Linked DNA regions of Macaca mulatta: region 1 is linked to region 2. The links are chromatin contacts, called in public Hi-C maps. All regions are on one chromosome and are shown on one strand. The core of a region is the stretch at or near the end of the contact, and the rest is flanking DNA. Distances in the headings are between cores, read along the strand shown.

Evidence for each region. A called contact is a pair of places that touch in the nucleus more often than the background predicts.
Region 1: a contact with region 2 is called in a Hi-C map of fetal cortex germinal zone, with 2.7 times the contacts expected there. The contact joins the promoter of EID2B here to the promoter of TIMM50 in region 2. A contact is called at or near these places in 2 of 14 Hi-C or Micro-C datasets (fetal cortex germinal zone and fetal cortical plate).

The regions. Positions count from the first base shown.
Region 1 is chr19:50,632,162-50,636,624 of T2T-MMU8v2.0, reverse strand. EID2B (EP300 interacting inhibitor of differentiation 2B) reads left to right here and starts at 1,427. Exons shown (of 1, transcript NM_001194180.2): 1 at 1,427-2,234. The coding sequence starts at 1,461. The coding sequence ends at 1,946. All of the region lies in intron 1 of GMFG (glia maturation factor gamma), which reads left to right. It also overlaps the pseudogene LOC722017.
Region 2 is chr19:50,584,320-50,588,594 of T2T-MMU8v2.0, reverse strand. TIMM50 (translocase of inner mitochondrial membrane 50) reads right to left here and starts at 2,758. Exons shown (of 13, transcript XM_015123912.3): 1 at 2,657-2,758; 2 at 2,620-2,655; 3 at 2,324-2,617; 4 at 1,244-1,394; 5 at 673-704; 6 at 433-454. The coding sequence starts at 2,743. The region is part of intron 1 of GMFG (glia maturation factor gamma); the gene reads left to right.

The sequences.
Region 1 (4,463 bases), core at 178-2,677, 49 kb before region 2:
CCCAGACACGACCTGTGATAGGTCAGAATTGTTAGATGGATCCTCCTGAAGTTCAATTGCCAGCAACTCTCATATTTGGATTCCAGTTAAATTCAAAGAATTTTTTTTTTTTCGAGTCAGGGTCTCGCTGTGTCACACAGGGCTGGAGTGCAGTGATGCAATCATAGCTCACTGCACAGTCGACCTCCCAAGCTCAAGTCATCTTCCCACCTCAGCCTCCTGAACAGCTGTGACTACAGGTGCACATGCCACCATGCCTGCCTGATATGTTTTTGTAGGGACAGGGGTCTCACTATGTTGCCCAGGCTGGTCTCAAACTCATGGGCTCAAGTGATCCTCCCACCTTTGCCTCCCAACGTGCTGGGATTACAGGCATGAGCCACTACACCCAGCCACAGCTGACTGATTTTAAATGGAACACAGACTTTCACATTTTGGGTTATCATCAGGATCAGAGCTAGCCACACAGAAAGACTAACCACATCATTAGAGAGTTGGGGCTTGGAGCCATGTGATATCAGGTAGGAGGCTGGAGATTGACTTCAACAAAATGGGCAATGGTTTAATCAAGCATGCCTATGTAGTAAAACCCCAATAAAAATTCTCGACACCAAAGCCTGGGTAAGAGTCCTATGTCAGCACTACCCCCGCACTTATTGCCACACATGGACGACAAAGGGTAACACATCCCTAGGAACACAGGAACTTCACAGTTGAAACCCTCCCCATCCCAGATTGTGCCTTATACATCTCTTCTAATCTGTGTCCTTTGCCTGTAATACGCATGACTGAGTATAACATTTCAATGAGCTCTGGGAATTATCAGGCCTAAAGGTGGTTTTGGGAAACCCCCAAACTTGCAGTGTCAAAATATTACTTACAGGCCAGGCCACGTGGCTTAGGCCTGTAATCCCAGCACTTTGGGAGGCCAAGGCAGGATGATCACTTGAGACCAGAAGTTCGAGACCAGCCTGGGCAACAAAGTGAGCTCCAATTTCTACAAAAAATAAAAAATTAGCTGGGTGTGGTGGTGCCAGCTACTCCAGAGGCTGAAGCAGGAGGATGGCTTGAAGCTGGGAGGTCAAAGCAGCAGTAACCGAGATCGCATCACTGCACTCCAGCCTAGGTGACAGGGCGAGACCCAGTCTGGAAAAAAAAAAAAAAAAGACAGGAGCTGGAAAATGACCTTATAAGGAACTTTACATTAATATTGAAGTGGTTGTAATTTAAAACACCGCACAGTCCGCAGGTCCTCAGGCGCTCAGAGGACCAGAGGCGGCTACAGACGTAATGGCTACTCAGGACCGCTAGGGAACGCTCGAGGAGCGTGCACCGTGCTTACGCATGCGCACACTGTCGCACGCGCAGCGTTTACGCACACACCGAGACTCGCGCATGCGCATATCCTGCATACAGCAGCGCAATACCGTTATTTCCGTCTCCGTAGAAACACTCGGACTATGGCGGAGTCGACTGGACTGTTGGAGATGTCTGAGCTCCCCGGAGACAGCAGTGTCCCACAGGTGGGCACAGCGAGTGGCGTCAGCGACATACTGCAGGGGGCAGTCGGCGGCGGGGTTCGGGTGCAGGAGTCCCGTGAAGGCCTAGTGGCCGAAGCTACGCGGTCCATGGCGCGGGTGCCGAGCCCTGTGCCCGAGCCCATCCCCAGCAGCGTCCCGGGCCTGGCGTCCGCGCCAGACCCCCGTCAGCAGCTCGCTTTCTTAGAAATTAACCGGCAGCTCTTGTTCCGCGAGTATCTGGATGGTAGCTCCATGATTCCGGTCAGATTACTACGGGATTTCGAGGAACGCCGCAGGCTGTTCGTGGAAGGCTGCAGGGCGAGGGAAGCAGCCTTTGACGCGGATCCACCGCAGATGGACTTCGCTGCTGTCGCGTTTACTGTAGCGCTGACTGCCTCCGAGGCCCTCAGTCCTCTGGCCGACTGAGTCGGCTGTGATGATGGGACTGGTGGCAAAGAATAGCCAAGTGACCCTTTTCGGATCAAAAGAACAGGCAGGCTGTGCCAGTTTAGTTAACTCTGTCGTTAGGGGGAATGCAAACTGGAAGGGAATACGGCAATGTGCAATTGAAGGAGGAAGCACACTGCGAAATGGAAACAGACAAGACTGTTGAATCTGGGAGTCTCGCATCCCTAGGCTGGTCCCGAACGCTTGGACCTGAGCGATCCTCCCGCTTCGGCCTTGCAAAGTGCTGGGATTACTTTACAGGCTTGAGCCACCGCGCCCGGCCGAATCTTGTGTTCAAACAGGTCCCAAGATACTTCTGACTTAGCACTTTTTTAGCAATGCATTTTCCTGCATTTGTGGAGAATCCTTCAAGACTTTCACCATAAAGGATGGTTTTGCAAAGATCTGAGAAAAAAAATGCCAATAATAGAACCCATAGAAATGAACCAAAGTGATGAAAGGAGACAAAGAAATAGAGTTGTCAGGAATCCAGGTGTACCTGAGTTACTAGGACTGGAAGGCTATTGAGAGGACTTTGAAATTTCACAATTTGTGGTCATGTCAACAAATCCTAGTGTAAGATTCATATTTGTGTTTTCTGAGGTACTTTAGATGAATGGTAAATATTCAGTAGAAAAACCCACGTATTTATTATATGATCCATGTTTTCAAGTCTATGTGAAATTGGGTAGGTGTGGAATAAACTTTTTTTTTAATTTTAAGCTTTTTATTCTAGAATATGTATTCTATTCACAAGACTCAACAACAACAAAAAAAGTATCGGCCGGGCGCAGTGGCTCACGCCTGTAATCCCAGCACTTTGGGAGGCCAAGGCTGGTGAATCACCTGAGGTCAGGAATTCAAGACCAGTCTGGCCCATATGGTGAAACCCATCTCTACTAAAAATAAAAAATTAGCCGGGTGTGGTGGCACGCGCCTGTAGTCCCAGCTACTTGGGAGGCTGAGACAGGAGAATCACTTGAACCTGGGAGGCAGAGGTTGCAGTGAGCTGAGTTCACGCCACTGCACTCCAGCCTGGTCAACAGAGTGGGACTCCGTCTCAAAAAAAAAGAAAAAAAGTATCAAAAGATGCTGTGAGAACTCTCTCTGGTTGCTGTCCTCTGTCAAACTCAGAACTATTCCATGCAGGTGTCATTGCTTATGGCTTGGGGTTTTGTTGTTGTTTTCTTGGTTTTGCTTGTTTTTTGCTTTTTCACTGTATGCCTTTCAAGTTTTCTAATGCATATGCAAATAAACATCAATCTAAATATTGTACATTTTCCCTTTTAAAATCAAGGCAGTTAATTTGCATCACGTGGTATACATTTTTAAAAATATAAAATCAAGGTAGCATATTATATACCTCTATCAGCATCTTGAGTTTTTTCAGTTGTATATGGAAAGATTTATATATCAGGGTTTTTTTTTCTTTTTTTTTAATATATAGAAAGAGATGGGGCCTCATTATGTTGTCTAGGCTTGTCTCCAACTCCTAGCTTCAACTGTTCCTCCCGCCTCAGTTTCCCAAAGTGCTAAGTGCTGGGCATGAGCTACTCCACTGGGCTTTTTTTTTTTTTTACAGCTACAATGTAAGGCTGTATCTTAGTATAATGAACTAGACATCTTTTGGACATCTGGGTTGTTTGCAGAATGTTTTAATATTTTCTATGCATTTATGCATGTTTACTCATTTTCCATAGTACATTTTTTTTTCCCCCCCGAGATGGAGTCTCACTCTGTCATCCAGGCTGGAGTGCAGTGGTGCAATCTCGGCTTACTGCAATCTCTGCCTCCTGGGTTCAAGCGATTCTCCTGCCTCAGCCTCTGGAGTACCTGGGACTACAGGCACATGCCACCACACCCGGCTAACTTTTTGTATTTTTAGTAAAGACAGGGTTTCACCGTGTTAGCCAGGATGGTCTTGATCTCCTGACCTCGTGATCTGCCCACTTCAGCCTCCCAAAGTGTTGGGATTAAAGGCGTGACCCACCGGGCCCAGCCACTGTTTGTTTTTTTGCTTGTTTTTGTTTTTTCTTTCTGAGAGTCTCACTCTGTTGCCCAGAATGGAGTGCAGTGGCACCATCTTGGCTCACTGCAGCCTCGACCTCCTGGGCTCAAGCAATCCTTCAGCCTCAGTTTCCTGAGTAGCTGGGACTACAGGCCCATGCCACCATGCTGGGCTAAGTTTTGTATTTTTTGTAGAGACGGTCTCCCTATGTTGCCCAGGCCGGGGTCTTGAACTCCTGGCCTCAAGCCATCCTTCCGCCTCTGCCTCTCTAAGTGCTGGGATTACAGGTGTGAGCCACAATGTCCCACTCCTTTTCATGGCTAACTCATGTTCCTCAAAACGTTATCTTTGGGAACTACTTGGGAAATGGTTTAGCATCTTAGTTGACTTCTGTTTAATGTTAACATGTACTTGGGAACATTCCTAACCAGACATTAATTTAGATGAAATTGTGGACTTGTCAGATGGCGGGAATTTAAGTCCCAAAT
Region 2 (4,275 bases), core at 1,509-4,008:
CAATTTGTCATAAACTTCACCACCAAAAGCTGGTTAACCAGATGGAGAGGGAGGAAGGAGGCATTGTTTTGAAAATGAGCCTAATGGGGTAGGGGCTTGAGGGGGATGGGGAAGGAGTTGGGAGCTGCAGATGCTTGGTCTAAGACACAGGAACCCATGTGTCTGGAGATAGGCCACGCTGTGTCCCCAAGCCCTCCCACCCAAGGCTCCCCTCCCCCATCTGTCTCTGACCATCTGCTCGGGGCTGAGGGGCCAGGGAAGCGGGCTTGGGCTTTGTAATGTCCCTCCCCACAACGCCATCCAGCTGCTGGCTCCCCCACCTCCCCAGTGGAAGGAGGAGGGGCCGGAGACACCAGATGGGGAGAGAGACATCCTTACAAATGACAGAGTTGAGAGGGTCAGGGACTCCAGAATCTGTGCTTGTTTACTCACCATTGTCAAACTCATCAGGAATCTGGGAGGTGGAGAGAAAAATGGAAGGTTTAGGATGTCAGAGGCAGAACCCCATCACATACAGAAAAGGAATCTCCAGGACCCCAACAGGAATAGGCAAAGGTCACTGGGAAAGACAGGCTCACTCCAGACAAGCAATGTGCCTAAACAGACCAAAGAGGACCCCTCTCACCCACAGCCTAGGACTCCTGGCAAGGCCTCGGTCTCTTTCCCCCTCACCTTGGCACCATTTTCGTCCACTGAGTTGTTTCCTGCAAGGGAGACCAGGATGAATATGAGGAATTAGGGCCCAGTCCCCTGGGTCCTGAGGGAGGAGTGGGATAAAGGGCCTGGACTCCTGGATCTGAGGAAAGAGAGTTAGAGGCACAGCCTCCTGGATTCAAGCCAGGAGGGGGCTGGGAGCCAAGATTCCTGGGTCTTTGAGAGAAAGGGGGCTGGGGCTGGGACTCTTGGGTCTGTGGGATAAAGGAACTAGTGGAAGGCTGGATTTTTGGGTGCTGAGTAAAGACAAAGTTTAGGAAGCTGATTCAGGCCTATCCTTCCCCATCTTTCCCTCTTTCCTGTATCCTGGTACAGGAACCAACTAGAAAGACTAGAACCTTAAGGAGCAGAAGGGAGAAGAAAGAAGACTTCCCTGGTTTTCAAGGTAGGTGTCCTATTTGGCTGCCCTATTGAGGAAGGAGCCAGGGAATGAAGATGAGACACGTTGGTAGGGGGTAAGAGTGGGAGATTTCACAGTGGACTAGGGAGGCCAAGGAACAAAACTGGAGGGCAGGGATATGTCCCTCACCAAAGATATAGACGACGCTCACGGTCCCACCAGCTCCAAGCAGCCCAGCAAGCCAGAGCGCAACTTTTTTGGCATAGCTGGGACCCTCTGAACCCGGCTGCTGCTGTGGCCCTTGTGCCTTAGTGCCCCCGCGGCTCCCGATCTCTGCGGCCTGCGATTGAGAAAGGGGAGGTCAGCTAAGAGAGAAGAGAGGTCAGGATGGTTCCAACCTTCCAGTACAAGAAGAATCAAGTTCGGGAGCCAAGAGGCAGACACCCACAGAGCCCTGGACATCTGTGTCCCTGGAGGCGCAGTCAGGAAGTGGGGCGCTCAGAGGGTCAAAAGCAGACTGTCCCGCACCAGGATGCCAGGAGTTTTAAGAGCTAACAGGCCAGGTGCACAGGATCCTGAAGGCAACAGGACTGGAGGGTCTGCAGTCCAGAAAAGCAGAGCACGGAGAATAAGGGATGGGAGGGCCTAAACACTGGGATGAGAGGAAACGGAGGTCACAAGTGGTGGGGGAAGGGGGACAGACAGGACGGGGAGTTACGACATCCGGCTGCTTGGGGCTAAAGGTAGCAGAGTTACAGGGTAAGGGATGGGAGCGGAGGCGGGGAGGGGCAATCACTTGTCTGGGGCTTGGGGAACTCGGGTACAGAAGTGATAGAGTTGGAGGTCAGAATGGCTGGGTCTCTGTCAACATGGAGGCAGGTCGAATTGGAAACCCAAACGTCTACCTCATCACCACCAACGCCACAGAGAAAATAACTCCCACGGCCAGACTGGGACTCCAGCATACCAGGCCCCTCCTGCTCAAGTATCACCTGAGTGGTCACTGAGATGGGGAACCGGTAACCTTCTCCTCCTCCGGCACCCACGTGGGTGGGAGGTGGGGTCTAGAGGACACATCTGGGTTCCCAGCCTCCAGCCTAGGGGAGCAAGTGTTGTCCACCCAGGAGGCTGGGAAGGGCCCCAAAACGCAAGCGGCGTTTCATTCAGCACCCTGAGGTGAGGCGTCCCGGAACCCCCAAGGGGCGGCGATATGTCCGGAACTCCAGGGAAGGGACCCCACATTCAGAGTGCCACCCTCGTTCCGCTCACCTGATCTGGGGCCCGGGGGGGCGGCGTCGCCAACCTCGTGCACAGTCCCCGCGAGCCGAGCCGGAGCCCGCTCCGCAAGCGCGAGCACAGCGCTGCCGAGGCCGCCATCTTGCGCTGACGCCACGCGGCCCCGCCCACTCGCTCCCTTTTCACCCGCCCCGGGCCGGAGCTACAGCCAATGGAAGCGCGGAGGCGGGGCGGGTGGACGGAAGCCCGAGAGAGACCAAAGTCATCGGGCGGATTGCTGCAGGCGCGCTTGCCTCTAACCATTCTCCTGGCTGCCTCTGGGGGGGCGCCAACTGGGATCCAAAGTCATCTGGACCACGCCCCGCTTGGGCCTTGCAGAGCGCCACCGCCCCTGCAAAGGACGCAGCGAGGGAAGGGATCACACTCATTGCCCAGAGGTAAAGCTGAGGCCATAATGGAGTCAGTGGCTGCCTGATTTGTCCAAAAAAATAGTCACGAGTCAGGTCGCTTGTCTCACTGTGTAAGGGCATCGGCCCTCACCTCCCAATTGTCAGAAATATACATTGAGGCCCTGAAAGCGACCTGAAAAGCCAGTCCTCGAAAACTCTTTTGGCCAGGCACGGTGGCTCACACCTGTAATCCCTGCGCTTTGGGAGGCCGAGGCAGGAGGATCGCTTGAGGCCGGGAGTTTGAGACCACCCTGGATAACATAGCAAGACTGCCATCTCTATTTTTAAAATTAATAATAATAGGCCAGGCGCGGTGGCTCACGCCTATAATCTCAGGACTTTGGGAGGCTGAGGCAGGCAGATCACCTGAGGTCAGGAGTTTGAGACCAGCCTGGCCAATAAGGCAAAACCCCCTCTCTACTAAAAAAAAAAAAAAAAAAAAAAAAATTAGTCAGGCATGATGGTGCACGCCTGTAGTCCCACCTGCTGGGGAGGCTGAGGCAGGATAATCGCTTGAACCCGGGAGGCGGAGGTTGCAGTGAGCCTAGATGGTGCCACTGCACTCCAGCCTGGGAGACAGAGGGAGACTCCGTCTCAAAAAAATAAAAATTAATAATAAAACTCTTCCTCACATGGAGCTGGGAGGAGGAATCTGTTTTCTCTCCCATTCCTTCCTACTTTTTTTTTTTTTTTTTTTGAGACAGAGTCTTGCTCTGTCACCAGGGCTGGAGTGCAGTGGCGCGATCTCGGCTCACTGCAAGCTCCGCCTCCAGGGTTCATGCCATTCTCCTGCTTCAGCCTCCCGAGTAGCTGGGACTACAGGTGCCCGCCACTATGCCCTACTACTTTTTTTGTATTTTTAGTAGAGACCGGGTTTCACTGTGTTAGCCAGGATGGTCTCGATCTCCTGACCTTGTGATCCGCCCGCCTCGGCCTCCCAAAGTGCTGGGATTACAGGCGTGAGCCACCGCGCCCGGCCCCTTCCTACCATGATTTTCTATAAAGGACTGGAGAGCCAACCATTTTACCTGAGGCTCAGCCAAAGAACAGCAGTATCTGGCTGTAGAGGGCTTGACTGACAAACGAATTAGAGGCTATAGATAGACACTACAAACCTCCCCTAAATTGAGTGGAAGAAAAATCAGATCCTGTTTATGTAAACTTTAAAACCAAATACCAAGGTAGTAAAAATACGAATTCAAGCAAGGGAAAGACACAACGAACTCGGCACTCCTGGTTACTTCTGGGGGAATGGATTGGGGTGCTGCTGAAGTGGGTCCTATCTAGTACATATTGTTTCCTGTTTCCTCCGCTGGGTGGTGGGGACATGGGTGTTCTTGGTATATAACCTTGAACATCTGAAATGTTTTTTGTTTTTGAGACAGAGTTTTGCTCTGTCACACAGGCTGGAGTGCCGTTGGCGCAATCTCGGCTCACTGCAACCTCCACCTGCCAGGTTCAAGTGATTCTCATGCCTCAGCCTTCCAAGTAGCTGAGAATACAGGCGCCCACCACCATGCCTGGCTAACTTTTTTT